Linked DNA regions of Anser cygnoides: region 2 is linked to region 1. A link is a contact called in public Hi-C data. All regions are on one chromosome and are shown on one strand. The core of a region is the stretch at or near the end of the contact, and the rest is flanking DNA. Distances in the headings are between cores, read along the strand shown. Region 1 holds the start of FYB2 (FYN binding protein 2). Region 2 overlaps OMA1 (OMA1 zinc metallopeptidase).

The links. Hi-C and Micro-C count contacts between places; a contact is called where the count stands out from the background.
Region 2: a Hi-C map of liver shows a contact between it and region 1, with 2.0 times the contacts expected there. The contact joins the enhancer-like site here to the promoter of FYB2 in region 1. A contact is called at or near these places in 2 of 7 Hi-C or Micro-C datasets (granulosa cells and liver).

What each region holds. Positions count from the first base shown.
Region 1 is chr8:29,016,934-29,020,153 of Taihu_goose_T2T_genome, forward strand. It overlaps FYB2 (FYN binding protein 2), which reads right to left and starts at 1,883. Exons shown (of 20, transcript XM_048062074.2): 1 at 1,714-1,883. The coding sequence starts at 1,722.
Region 2 is chr8:29,531,316-29,534,435 of Taihu_goose_T2T_genome, forward strand. The region is part of intron 8 of OMA1 (OMA1 zinc metallopeptidase); the gene reads right to left. Among named protein-coding and RNA genes, the nearest start is that of DAB1, 24 kb to the left of the region's middle. Within about 2 kb of position 1,581, at least 1 of the 3 cell types and tissues checked has open chromatin away from gene starts, as enhancers often do. A contact at or near this core is called in liver, where this site is marked.

The DNA.
Region 1 (3,220 bases), core at 633-3,132:
AAAGCAGCGCAGTGCCCTAATGCGATTGCACCAAGCTTTTGCACGTGCTGCAGCAACAGTTAAAGAGTTCAGCGCTGTTTACCTCTCCTTACTGATTTCCTTTTGTTTCTGTAACACGTAGTTGCCCGTCAGTGCCCTTGGAGATAAAGAAAGCAAAAGAAGAAATATCTGCGTGTCTCAGCGTGCCCAGCACCGCAAGCAAGGTGAAACAGGATTTTTGGCTGGGTACTTGCTGGGGCAGACAGGGCTGCTGAGAGCCCCCTGGCTGGCACCTTGGATTGCTCAGAGGTGGATTCAAGGCTCCCTTTTTCCCCTTCGGCTTGTTATTGCTCTCGCCTTGAAATGGCAGCTTCAAACCACTCGTGTAATTAACAGGAAGACAATCTGTGCTTAATGCGCCCGCGGCGCCCTTCAGTGCGAGAGTTCTCCCCATTTTGCAGCCACCTGGGATATTCATGTCAGTGCCACGAGCAGAGCCAGGAGGGACACAGACAGCCAGGTGCCCCAAACCTCCTGGCAGCAGCAGGGGCTGCAGGGATGCTCGGCATAAATCGCACCTCAGCCCTGACACCACCTCCCTCCCCACAAAGCTCATGCAGCCCCCAGCTGAGGTTAGCACGGTCCTCTGATGTGCATCGAGTTCTCCAGGTCTCGGCGGGGTGTTTTTCCCAGCTCTGCCTGGAGCCAGCTCAGGGAGATGAGCCCTGGAAGCCCCTTGCCCGGCTCAGGGCACTTGTCAAGTCCCGGCCCCCAGCCCAGGGAGGCACTGCACAGCGGGGCCAGGCACCCAGCTGTAAATTAGAGCGGTCAGCAAAGTAGGGAGAAGCCACCCATAAATTTAAAGGACTGGCAAAAGCTCACAGCATGCGTTACAGCTACATCTGGCCAAATAATTCACCAGGAATAATAACGCACTTGGCAAAAGAGCATGCAAGATGAGAGAGAGAGAGAGAATCAAAAAGAAACAAACTTTTCCTGGCCGGAAAGCTACAAGCATTATGGAGTCAGGGGACAGCTAAACTTTCCATATTTTCTCCCTATAAATAAAGTACTCTTCTAACATTAATATCATGCTAGGAAGCAGAATAAAGCTCAGCCTAGGGCTTCAGTATGGACACCTTTCTGAGAGAGCAGCAGCTGGAGGTCTGTGCTGTTATAAGGGCTGTCCAAAAGGAGCCTGAGCTCTCAGTACCTTTCTGCTTTTCTAGAAATAATCGACACAGTGAGAGAAACCATACTGAAGACAGGGACAGGAAGGACTGCTCGCTCCCTCCTGACGTGCCTCTGTTTTCCTCCCCTCTCTCGATCACCAAGGGAGTTCCCGCGGGTGAATGTGTAACCGGCGCTGCCCTCTGCCCACACACATCTGCCGGCTACTCATTAACTCACCAGTTTCTCCTAAAAAAAAAATTTAGGAAAATTAAAAATCCACTTCTATTTTCAGTAAATTAAGAGGCAGCCACTGCCGCTCATCTCAGAGCGGTGGGGAAGAAGCCTAGCACCAGCAGCCCCTCAGTGCCCGCTTTGGGGCAGGAAAACATCCCCAGGTGGCCCCACAGAGAGCAGAACAGCTCTGGGAGCATTCATCTCACCAGGAGGATGAGCTTCTACCTGCAGCCTGAGCCTATAAATGTGTGGAGGGGAGCCAAGCAGCAAGCGTTTCATGCAGCTCAGCCCCTGCTGTGGCAGAAGGGAGAAGCCCGCGGGAGTTACCACGTCCATGGCTTCGCTCTTCAGTGCCAGCGTCACCCATCCGGCCCCGCAGTGCCCTCCTGCCTCCTGCTCCGTCACCCTTCCTGCTGCCCGGCGAGGCGGAGCGAGCCCGAAACACACCTGGGTCACGGCTCTGCCCCCGGGGTGGGGAGAGCCTCACCTGGGCTCAGCCCTTCCCTCCTGCTTATCTTATCAGCCCTCCAGCTGGAGGGAGGTTTTGCCTTTTTTGCAAGCCAGGGATTGAACTGTCACAAGTCCTCTGCCCAGGTTTTGGTTTCAGCTTCATTCCCACCGCTGGTGGAAGAGGCTCACAGCCCGGCTGGAGGTGTGGAGGGGGTGGCCAGCAGCATCGCACGCAGCCCCTAACCTATAAAATACAAGAGCCCTGATCCGACCCTTGCTCCCCATGCTCAGTGTGGTCTCTCCCCAGGTGATGCCCGTCCCACTGCATCCACCCAGCCTGAGCTGGGGAGCTCGCAGGGATTAAAGCAGGCATTTCCCCAGAGGGCCCAAATGTTTGCTTCATCTCTAGATAGCAGAGTCCAGCAAAAACTATTGTCTTTGCTGAAGTCTGCACTTGTTCCCTGGTGAAGCTGTTCCTTGATGTCCAACAGGCATGCCTGCTAAATCTGAGCACACAAAGCTTTTCCCATCACTGGATGTTTTGGTCCTGGAGAAGAGACTGAAAGGATCTGTCCAAACACTGATCCCGTGCTTTTGCAGAGCACATCTCCCAGGAAAAGCAAGGCTGCTGAACTTGGCAGGAAGAAAACCACAGGGATTCCTCTTTCTCTCCATAACTGATCAGACTTATTTGGTCTTTCTTCTGTAGAGCAGAGAGACAGCAGCAGCATGAAAACCTAGCTGGGCAGTACTGGGAGGCGGGTGCCAATGGGGCTTGCCCTGGTAGGGATTCATCAGCATCCTGAGCAATGATCACCCCTCTCATGCTGTCCCTACTCCCGTGTACTGGGACACAGCACCTCTCTCATAGACTGTCCCCAAGGATCTGCCTGGAAAAGAAGCTCTGCAGCATCAGGAGGCCTTGTGGTTGCAGGAAAACATGTCTGTGACGTGTGGGACCTGCTGGCAGAGCGTGTGTCTGGCGTCTCAGGCATCTGAAATTTCTTTTCAATGATTTGAGGGTAATTGGGGCGATACATGGCTTGTGGATGGGCATTGCCTCTCTGCAGGTGAGCATCAAGCCTTGCCCAAGCACCCATACCGCCCCAGGGAGCAGGACTGATGCTCTCCCAGCCTCACCTGACCCTGCCTTTCAGAGCCAAGCTTGCTGAGAGCTGGAAAAAATAATAAAAAATATAAATTAAAAAAGGGGGAAAAACGAAAAAAAAGAAGGAAAATAAAAGACTTGGTCATTGGAGACATGACTCAAAGCATGAGTCTCGCTCCTGGCCACATGAAAAGCCCTGCTGCTGCGTGGTGGTCTCGGAGAAGAAAGAGGGGGTCCCGCCGAGCCGCGCGCCGGCAGGGAAGTCCCCCAGGCCCA
Region 2 (3,120 bases), core at 331-2,830, 510 kb after region 1:
GACAAAGGAAAGGCCCTAAAAAACATTTGTGAGCCAGAAAGATACCAGAACCCCCTGACTCCTGACTTTGAAAGCAGCTATATTCTTCCTCCTTTCTGGGAAAAGAACTCCCATCTTCAGCCTTCCCAACAGGCAAATTTGTTTGAAAATGGTTGCTTATGGTTTGAAAGCTGGCAGCCTTAGGAAAGCACAGGACTTTTAAGTGATCCTAAGTATTCCTTCATATATTTTTAATCCCTGCAATTGACAACCTTAACTGGTGTGTAAAAACTAATGGACCTCAGTAGGCACCCAGCTGAAATAATAACCATCCCTTGAATATAAAAAAACAGGAACTCAGAGCATCTATACCAAGTGATTTACCTTGAAAATTAGGATTTGTGTAAGTAGCATGTTTCTTCCCACACAGCAGACCCCCATCTCTAAACATGTGGGGCCCCATTTTGCTTTCCCTTACTTCCTCTGTCAAGCTCAGTGGATTTATACAGATGGAGGCAGGGGGGGAATCATACTTGCTGCATTTAGCTTCAATTTTAAAATAAATGAATTTTCCAGAACAGTGACAGTATTGACCTTACATATTAACCAAATAGAAATTTTAATGAAACAAGTATAACACTGAGTATAACCATAATAGATATGCAAATATTGGTCTTTTCTTAAAGGTCTCCCTATCTGGTCACATGGATTTTTCTTGCACATGTGGGGGTGAACTCAGAGAGCGTTTATTAGAAGCAAAGAAGGAAAGGATGGCTGCACAGCCATGGAGAATCAGGCCATCAATTAGACCTTCGTTCTCATCGCACGGGAGCTCTCCCTGACTTCTCCCTTGAACAATGATCACAGGAGAGCTGTAAAATTTGCTCCTTTCTTAATTTCTTCTTGCTATGTGACAGCATCCACCTTTGCTTTCCATTGGTATTCAAGAACAAGCCCTGCCCCAAAGGAGGCAAAGATGCATCCAAATTTTATTTTAATTGGGCTTGACTAAACTAGACACAGTGTAGTGAACGATTCACATGGATGGCGACTCACCCAAATATGTACCAGTTAAAAAACCAACAGTGGGGTCTCCTAAGGTTCCTAGCCTCAGCAGACCCAAACTGCGTTTTGCTTAAAGCTCAAAGACCCTGGAAAGCAAACAGGAGGCGGGAACCTGGCCTAGATTCATGCAGAAGAGTACAAAGGTTATAAAATAGAAGGTTTGAAAAGCAATCAGAGTCACCAGCTGAGAGAGGTTTAAAATAGCAGCCTAAAATCAGAAGCTTCAAAATAAAAGTCAAATAAAAAACTATTTATTGAAAATAGCTAAAAAATCCATGATCTGAAATCACACCGTCTGTATCCTAGCCAAGATCAAATTCCCTAACTGCAACATCTGCCTGATGGTTTGCTAGACCTTACTGCCCAGGGCCAGGTGGCTAAAGGTATTTAGGTACCTAAGGATGTGGAGAAGTGCCTACCGGGACTTCCTAGGCATCGAGTTCCCACCCAAGTGGTTTCCACACACTGTTCTGACTGCTTGCAGGGTATTTGCATCGCTCGGCACCTCTTAAAACTAGGACTTGTGAATGAAGTTCCCCAGAAGTTCCTTTCCCCAGCGTTCACTTTCCACAAAATCTGGGTGTACGTCTCCTGGTGGAACCAGTGAAGGTCGGAATGATCCTTAAAAAACCTACCTTTGCATACCCTGAGGTGGTACCTGAGTTGCCTCACAACCATCTTCTCCCAACCATGGAAGTGAGGCACTTAAATTCTCTGCCTCTAGAAGTTTAAAAGTGGTGCTACTTTGTGCTACAATATGGGAATATTAAACAATCCTGTGGTTATTTATATACATTTGTATACAGCAGGCACATAGAATCAGAGCTATGACGTTATCAGCTCCTCACAAATGACAACTGGTTGTTATTTGCACATGAACCTCCTGGTGCAGTCCTTCCTATTTCACAGCTGCGCTACGGCAGGATGCTGTTCTGGGTCTGTCCAGGTGGAGCTGTGCCCTGACAGCAGCAAGAAAACCTGGACAGACCTAACAGTACAACAGCCTCTGGCCACTGTACAGCTCCGGGTCTGTGAAGGACACAAAGACGTGCTCCGAGACTCATGGGAGTCATAAAACCAATTAGTTTTATCTACGACGCTGATGACTTCTCCCCAGATTCAGTTCTAAATGCCCAGGCTCCCTCCATGCACCAAACTGCCCAGCCGTTTCTTATCTAGGCTCTCGGTACCCCTGCTACTTGCTTCCTGGCGCACGTCCTGCAGGCCGGTGACCGTCCCGGTGGTGCTGTTCCTTCCTCCTCTTTGGAAGCCCCCGAGAGCCTGGCCTGGGCTCCCTTCCCTTCCCCTTCAGTGCTCAGTCCCAAGGTTCTCTCTTGCTGCTCCGCTGTCACCTCTAAGCTGACAACTCACAAATCTGTCTTTCCAACCCTACCCCATGTCCATAAATCTCTTCAGCACATCACCCAGGATAACCCCCCTGCCAGCTCAAGGGCAACCTGGACAAAATTGAGCACCTGATTTCTTATAACCTCCACCCTCCCCCTTCCTGCCTTTCTCCATTATTTCCTTAATTTCTCCTCCCTCCCTGCTCCCTCCCCTTCTCCCAGGCTCGCAATGTCAGCACTACCTTTTATTCTTCTGCCACCTCCTTCTCACGTGCCGGCTGACAAGATTTAGTGAATTCTTTTCTCCGTGATATTTGACCCTTTCATTCAGTCACATCAAGTCAAACTTTGCCTATGCCCTTTTCATCCTCACAGCTTCAGAACTTCTCTTCCACAACCACAGCCCGCTCTTTCCTTACAGCCTGCTTAAGATCCAGGATTCCTCCCCTCCCGTCCCGCTTTGCCCATCAGTCAGAAGTTGGTGCTCCTTCTGTGTATCGTTTCATTGACTTCTGCTTTAACAGCTTTCTAGTGCTGTGCCTGCAGCTCCGTCCCAGTCTACAGAGAGCCTCTCTTCTCTTACCTTCCTTTTTGCTCCCCGTGTGCCACCTGGGACAATCCAGGCATCCCTGTTCCATCCTACACCGAGCAAATTCTCTGTGCCTCACAGATTCCAAGGAACAAAGTGCCTCAGCCTGTCTGAAATAGAAGTGCCACCACAAAAGATTTT